Linked DNA regions of Pan troglodytes: region 1 is linked to region 2. A link is a contact called in public HiChIP or PLAC-seq data. All regions are on one chromosome and are shown on one strand. The core of a region is the stretch at or near the end of the contact, and the rest is flanking DNA. Distances in the headings are between cores, read along the strand shown.

Evidence for each region. HiChIP or PLAC-seq counts read pairs in DNA pulled down with a chosen protein or histone mark.
Region 1: a contact with region 2 is called in an H3K4me3 HiChIP or PLAC-seq map of stem cell-derived excitatory neurons, with 2.6 times the contacts expected there. The contact joins the promoter of NGLY1 here to the promoter of TOP2B in region 2. A contact is called at or near these places in 1 of 7 Hi-C or Micro-C datasets (stem cell-derived neural progenitor cells) and 1 of 1 datasets of contacts at active chromatin or transcription factors (stem cell-derived excitatory neurons).

The regions. Positions count from the first base shown.
Region 1 is chr2:29,766,466-29,769,352 of NHGRI_mPanTro3-v2.0_pri, forward strand. It overlaps NGLY1 (N-glycanase 1), which reads right to left and starts at 1,382. Exons shown (of 12, transcript XM_003309673.5): 1 at 1,093-1,382. The coding sequence starts at 1,223. OXSM (3-oxoacyl-ACP synthase, mitochondrial) reads left to right here and starts at 1,490. Exons shown (of 3, transcript XM_009445036.5): 1 at 1,490-1,852.
Region 2 is chr2:29,649,065-29,651,892 of NHGRI_mPanTro3-v2.0_pri, forward strand. TOP2B (DNA topoisomerase II beta) reads right to left here and starts at 1,491. Exons shown (of 36, transcript XM_016940585.4): 1 at 793-1,491. The coding sequence starts at 861.

The DNA of each region.
Region 1 (2,887 bases), core at 132-2,631, 120 kb after region 2:
TAAAAATCATTACCATTGCCTAAATGAAATATTACTGACATGGATTTTAAAAACTGCACATGTAACTAATGTCTAAAATTGGGTCACATGAAACCTATAACCTTGAAACTGAGAATTTCCTTTTAGACTTCATGACAATATACCAAACACTTAATGCACCAGGGGCTGAGGGGAACAGAGAACCTAATTAATCACGGTGACCTGATAAATGAGGTAACACCACTAAAGCAAGTGGCGCTCCTTTAACTTCAGTTCCATTTCCCTACCCCCCCCCACACCATGTCCCTTCAGATCATTTGATCTGAAGACTTGAGGTGGGTACTTATTCAAAATGAATAATCAAACTTGCCTCCCAATTCCCAAAATCTACAAGGTCCCTTAGACCTCTAGAAGTGCAATTTTGCTGACAGGAGAATTACTCTCATCCAAGGCGATTACCTCCACGAATTCTTAAAGGGTTATGTTACATAGTAGAATCCAGGTATTAATATAAAAACTGTAACTTCAAAATACTATAATGTTTCAATCAACAAAAGTGGGCAGAAAAAAGATTAAAAATTTTAAAACCCACCACTTCAGAAGCATTATGCTTTAGTACTCGGATAGTCTCAACATGGGAAGAAAACATCACTTTGTCAGTGAGTAACTTCTGATAAGTATGTGGAAATGTAAGCCACTCCGCTCGAAAAATGCACGCAGGGGGAATGACACGCGCGGTGCGGTTACCGTTGTGTCCTGATATCTGAGGCCGCTAAACGACGAGAAGAGCGGCAATGTCTGAAGCACGCCTTCCTACCTCTCCTCCGCCCGGCCCCGCTTCCGGGACTCCAGTTCACCCGCAGCACCCTGACTGCAGGTGCCAAGTCACTACTGCAAAGAAACTTCCTTTTCTCGAGCGGGGGTGGGACTTGGCCGGGTCCCGAGGCCCCTGGCCGGCGGGCTCGGACGTTAGGAGCAGAACCAGCTCCAGGTCCCGGTCTGTCCGGGCGTCGCTGCCCTCTGAAGCTCAGGCCGGACACCCAGTCCCTGGCCGAACAAGGCGCCGCGGCCCACCCACCCCGGTACCCGCCGTCCGACCCCGTTGCCCTGCACCTGAGGATGTTGTCAGCATAGGTGAGCAGCAGCTTGGAGGCCTCCAAAAAGGTCTCCGGGGTGTTCTGGCAGAGCTCAGCCACGGCCGGGGACGCCGAGCCTGAGGAGCTGCCCAATGCTGCCGCCGCCATGCTTGAGCGCCAGCGGCCGCCGCCGCCGCCCCTCGCGCTCCGCGTCCCACACTGAGCAGGCGCCTCAGCGCGCCGCAGCAACCGCAGCCACCGGGAGGGGCGGGGTCCTCGGCCGGCAGGGGCGGGGTCCTCGGCCGGCAGGGGCGGGGTCCTCGGCCGGCAGGGGCGGGGTCCTCGGCCGGCAGGGGCGGGGTCCTCGGCCGGCAGGGGCGGGGTCCTCGGCCGGCAGGGGCGGGGTCCTCGGCCGGCAGGGGCGGGGTCGGGGAGCGGGGCCAGGAGCTGGGGAGCTCGGCTGGGAACTACGGCTGCTCCTTCGCGAGGGGCAAGGGGCTGTTCGGAAGAAGGTGGGGGGCCTTGGCCGGCAGGGGCGAGGTGCTTCGACCCAGAGTTGGGGCCTGGTCGTACAGGTTGGGAAGGGGTTCCGCAGGGAGAGGCGGGGCCTGGGCGCCGGAGCTGAGGGGTGTGGGCCTGGAGGAGGAGGATGTCGAGTCCTTTAGGACGGAGGAGCTCGGCTGGAGGGGAGGCCGGCTTTGGTCTAGAGGTATCGGGCGAATGGTGCTGGCACGTGCCTCTCAGAAACCCGGATCCCTCTGCGCCCCGGGGCCAGCCTTATTGATCCAGCTATTAAGGTAGAGAAACCGCATGTACCTCCCTCCTTTCCCCACAAATAAAACCACCTTAGAGCCTTCTCTTCGCAGATTGTCAGGACGTTCTACATAGATGTGGATGAAAGACTACAGAAGGAAGGAGCAACAAACGTCAAAAACAAAACCATGGCTATAAACTCTGCTGGGTTTGTTATAGGGATTCTTTTCAGAATTTGGCTAATGACTGAAAATCTAAGTTCCAGCTCAACTAGTATATGATTCCTCTGTAAAGAAGTGTATTTTTAAACCATAGGTTGCGACATAATAATGGATTGTGGATTCGGTTTACCGCGTGGTGACCAGCGTAAAACACATGCATAATAATTACGCAATATTATAGAATGTCGGGGGCGGGAAGGGAAGAGAATAAAAATTTGCATCCCACACAGTAAGGGTAAGTAATATTTTGTGACTTGTTTTTTAGGTAGATCATGTGATCAAGGTCTTTTATTCCTCTTAGAAGATGCATCCCTTACTACTTTAATCCAGTCTCTTCCCCACCATGTCCTTGAAAGTGTACTTTACCAGTGGCTTCCTTCTTTGCAGAAATTCCTTTTCAACCTCACCAAGTATTTTTCTTGACTTTATTTCTTAAGATAAGTGATTTGCCTGAATAACCTCTTTTAAATTTCTTGATGTTTCATCTGTTTGCTTTTAAGACTTGAAATTTTCTTCCAGAATCTCCGAACAAGACCCTAAGCTATGACATCCACTTCAATGACTATTCGTCTCCCAAATATACGTACGCTTTTAATAAATATGTAGATCTTTGGACCACCTTCCAAGTATGGTGTGTTCAACAGATAGTAGTATGTTACTAGCGTCTGTAACTAAAATTTTCAGGGGCTTAACACAAGAGTAATTTCTTTCTGGCTCATATAACACTTTAATAATGCAGGTGTCATAATGTCAGTGGACCCAGTCTCCTTCCATCCCTTAGAACAAGGGTCAAGAAACATTTTCTGTAAAGGGCCACATAGTGTTTTAGGCTTTGTGAGCCATAAGGTCTGTCTCAAC
Region 2 (2,828 bases), core at 241-2,740:
GATCTGTCGTGGGAATCCAGTCTCCCTTCCTCCTTCCGCTGCAGTTACTTCTACTTCCCAGCAGGAACTGAGCGTCGAAATCCTTTAACTTCAGGACTAAGCACTTCAGTCACCTCTCCAGGACATCCATTCAGCCCTCACCCCGTTACACCTGCGATGCTGACGTAGACAAGCACTTCTTTTAATAATCTCACCCTGACAGAGGGACGACCTACAGTATTAACTGCTGTGAAAGTCATCCCCAATGCGCTCTCAATTGAGCGCATTGAATGAGGCTTTCCAAATTGAAGTGCAAGTTGCTGTAGAAGTCCCAATGCATTCTTCTTTGAGATTAAAGCCCCAGAAAGGGCTGCATTTAGAATACACACACACACACACACCCCTTTTCCCAGGGTTTTCTTGAACTACATTTGGAGAAAATGCTGCCCCACACACAGACACGCTTGCATTATCGCCATCCCCACCATTTCAGGTTCGGCTGCCCCGGAAGAGTCTGGTTAAAAAGAAAAGAGAGGAAGCGGGGGCTATATGTTACGTTCGCGGTTTTGTCTCCCCAAAGTTTCAAGTACACATTACGCTCTGGCAGTCAGGACTTCCAGAGACGTACAGAGAAAGAAAGAAAGAAAAGGCGCGGGGAGCGGGCTGGAGGATTCTGCAAGCACAGGCCCCTATGGAGCGCCCGTTCGGGGGACGGGATTTCCCTCCCTTTCCCCTCCCCCGCCCGTTCGGAATTCCGCCCCCGCCGCGGGCCCGGAACAATGCAGCCGCCCGTCCCGGGGACCAGCCACTTACCACCCAGGTCAGTGCCCCGTTGCCGCCGCCCACGCCGGCTCCCGCGCCGCAGCCACCCGACTTGGCCATGGCGAGTGCCTCCAGCTCACAGGCCCTGAGGCCGCAGCCGCCGCTCCCGCCTCCCTGCGGGCCGCTGGGCCCCGCCGCTCCGCACCCACCGCTCCACTCGCCGCACTCCTAGCCGCGCCGACCCCCGCGCCCCATCGCGAAGACCCGGAGCGGACGTCCAGCCGAGCCCGCTGAGGAGGCCGCGCCGCCGGCTGCCCTCAAACTCGAGGCGCGGCGTCCGCGTCGCCCGGGCCTAGCGCGGCGGCTGAGGAGAAAGCAGGGAGCGACCGGCGGCAGCCGAGCGGCGGCGTTGCCTTCTCGCCCGCCCGCGGGCGCCGCTGCGGGCCGGGCTGAAGCCCGGGCGTGCGAGCCGCGAGGGCGGCCGGGGAGCCCGAGGCGCTCGGACGTGGCGAGGACGCAGAGGTGCCTTGTCCTTCTCACACTCCGCGAAGGCCAGCCACTCGAGTCGCCAGAGTAGTCGTCCCGGTCGCCGCCGCTGCTTCAAAGGCCGCCTTAGCCTCGCTGCAGCCCCGATTTCCTCACACACACACACCGAGAGGGACAATAAACAGAGCCGCCGCCGCCGCCGCCACGGTCACCTCCCTCTTGTCCGGCATAACACCGCACACACACATTTGCACACCGGGGAGAAAGGGAGGGCGCGGCGGCCGCCCCCGCTGTCAGTCAGCGCCATGCTGTCCAATCCGGGCCTTGTCGCCACAGCCTCTCGGCCAATCCCAAAATTCCAAGCCCCCTGGAGGGGCGGGACCCGAGGGGGGAAACGTCATTGCGGGTAGCAACCGAAAGGAAGACTTGGGGTTTTTGTTTGTGTGTGTGTCTGTGGGTTTTCCATTTGAAGGGAGAGCAGGGGCTGCTTCAAGGGTCAATTGAGGGCGGCAAAGGGAAAGGGTCGAATTGGCCTCGGGTCGATTGTAATCCTCCAAGCGTGCTGTTTACTCTGAGACCTAACCGGGAATCCGAAGCGTTTGCCTGGGGCCTCTAAGGATGAGGATGGGGGCGGGGTGGGGATGGGGGTGGCAGGAAGAAGCCGGGGGCCGTCCCAAAGGGAAATTATTTTTAAAGAGCGGTTGTAAACCGCAGGCAAGACGTTGTAGACTACTGGTGCAAGGAGGCCCCGTGTCCCGGCCTCCCCAAGGGCCTAAGTGGACGCTGCTGTCGAAAAAAATCATCTCAGACCTTCTCCGTCTCCTTCTTCCGTCTCCTCCCCTCACCCCAAAAGAGCATATGGTCAGTTTCAAGAAAACTACATATGAAAAGCTTAAATGATAAGGGACACACAGAGAATGTTCTAGGGAAAGAATGCAGGGTGGGTTGAGTGTTCTATTTCTACTCTTTGTTGACCTTTCTTCTCTGAACAATGCAGAGATGTCACTGTCACTTTTCTCATCTGTCCAGAACTGTGCCTCCTGCCTCTAAGAGGGCATGCTTAATTTTTAAAACTGTTTTCAGTGGAATTTTCAAATGCACAGTAAGGAATAATTTCATTCACATTAAAGCTTTCTAAGAATGAAAATTACCAATACAGCAACATCACAGTCTTTGGCAGATGGAAGATGGCTTTACTTCTTCCTGTTTTTCAGTGTAATTCCACTCAAGTATTTATTGGGCGCACACTCTGCCACGCTGTGCCAGGCTCTGCGATGGGTTCAAAATAAAAACAGGGCCCCTGATTTCAAACCATTTATAACCTGGCTTGTGAGACAGACTAAAAGGGAGCCAACGATCACCAAAATGAGTACTTGAAGGCATGAAGTGCCACCAAAGAGTTGTGATGAAAGCTTTTTATAAAGATGAAAACAGTATTACTGTTTTTTGAAGAGGTGTTTTTGTGAACTTCCAACTGTGCATTTCCTCTCAAGGGAAAACAAAAATGTCTCAGGTCACATCTTTAAACTGCATTCTGAGTCTAGAGGTGGAGAACTCTGAAACATGGAAATAATTTAAACATAGTTTTTTAAATTAGCTCT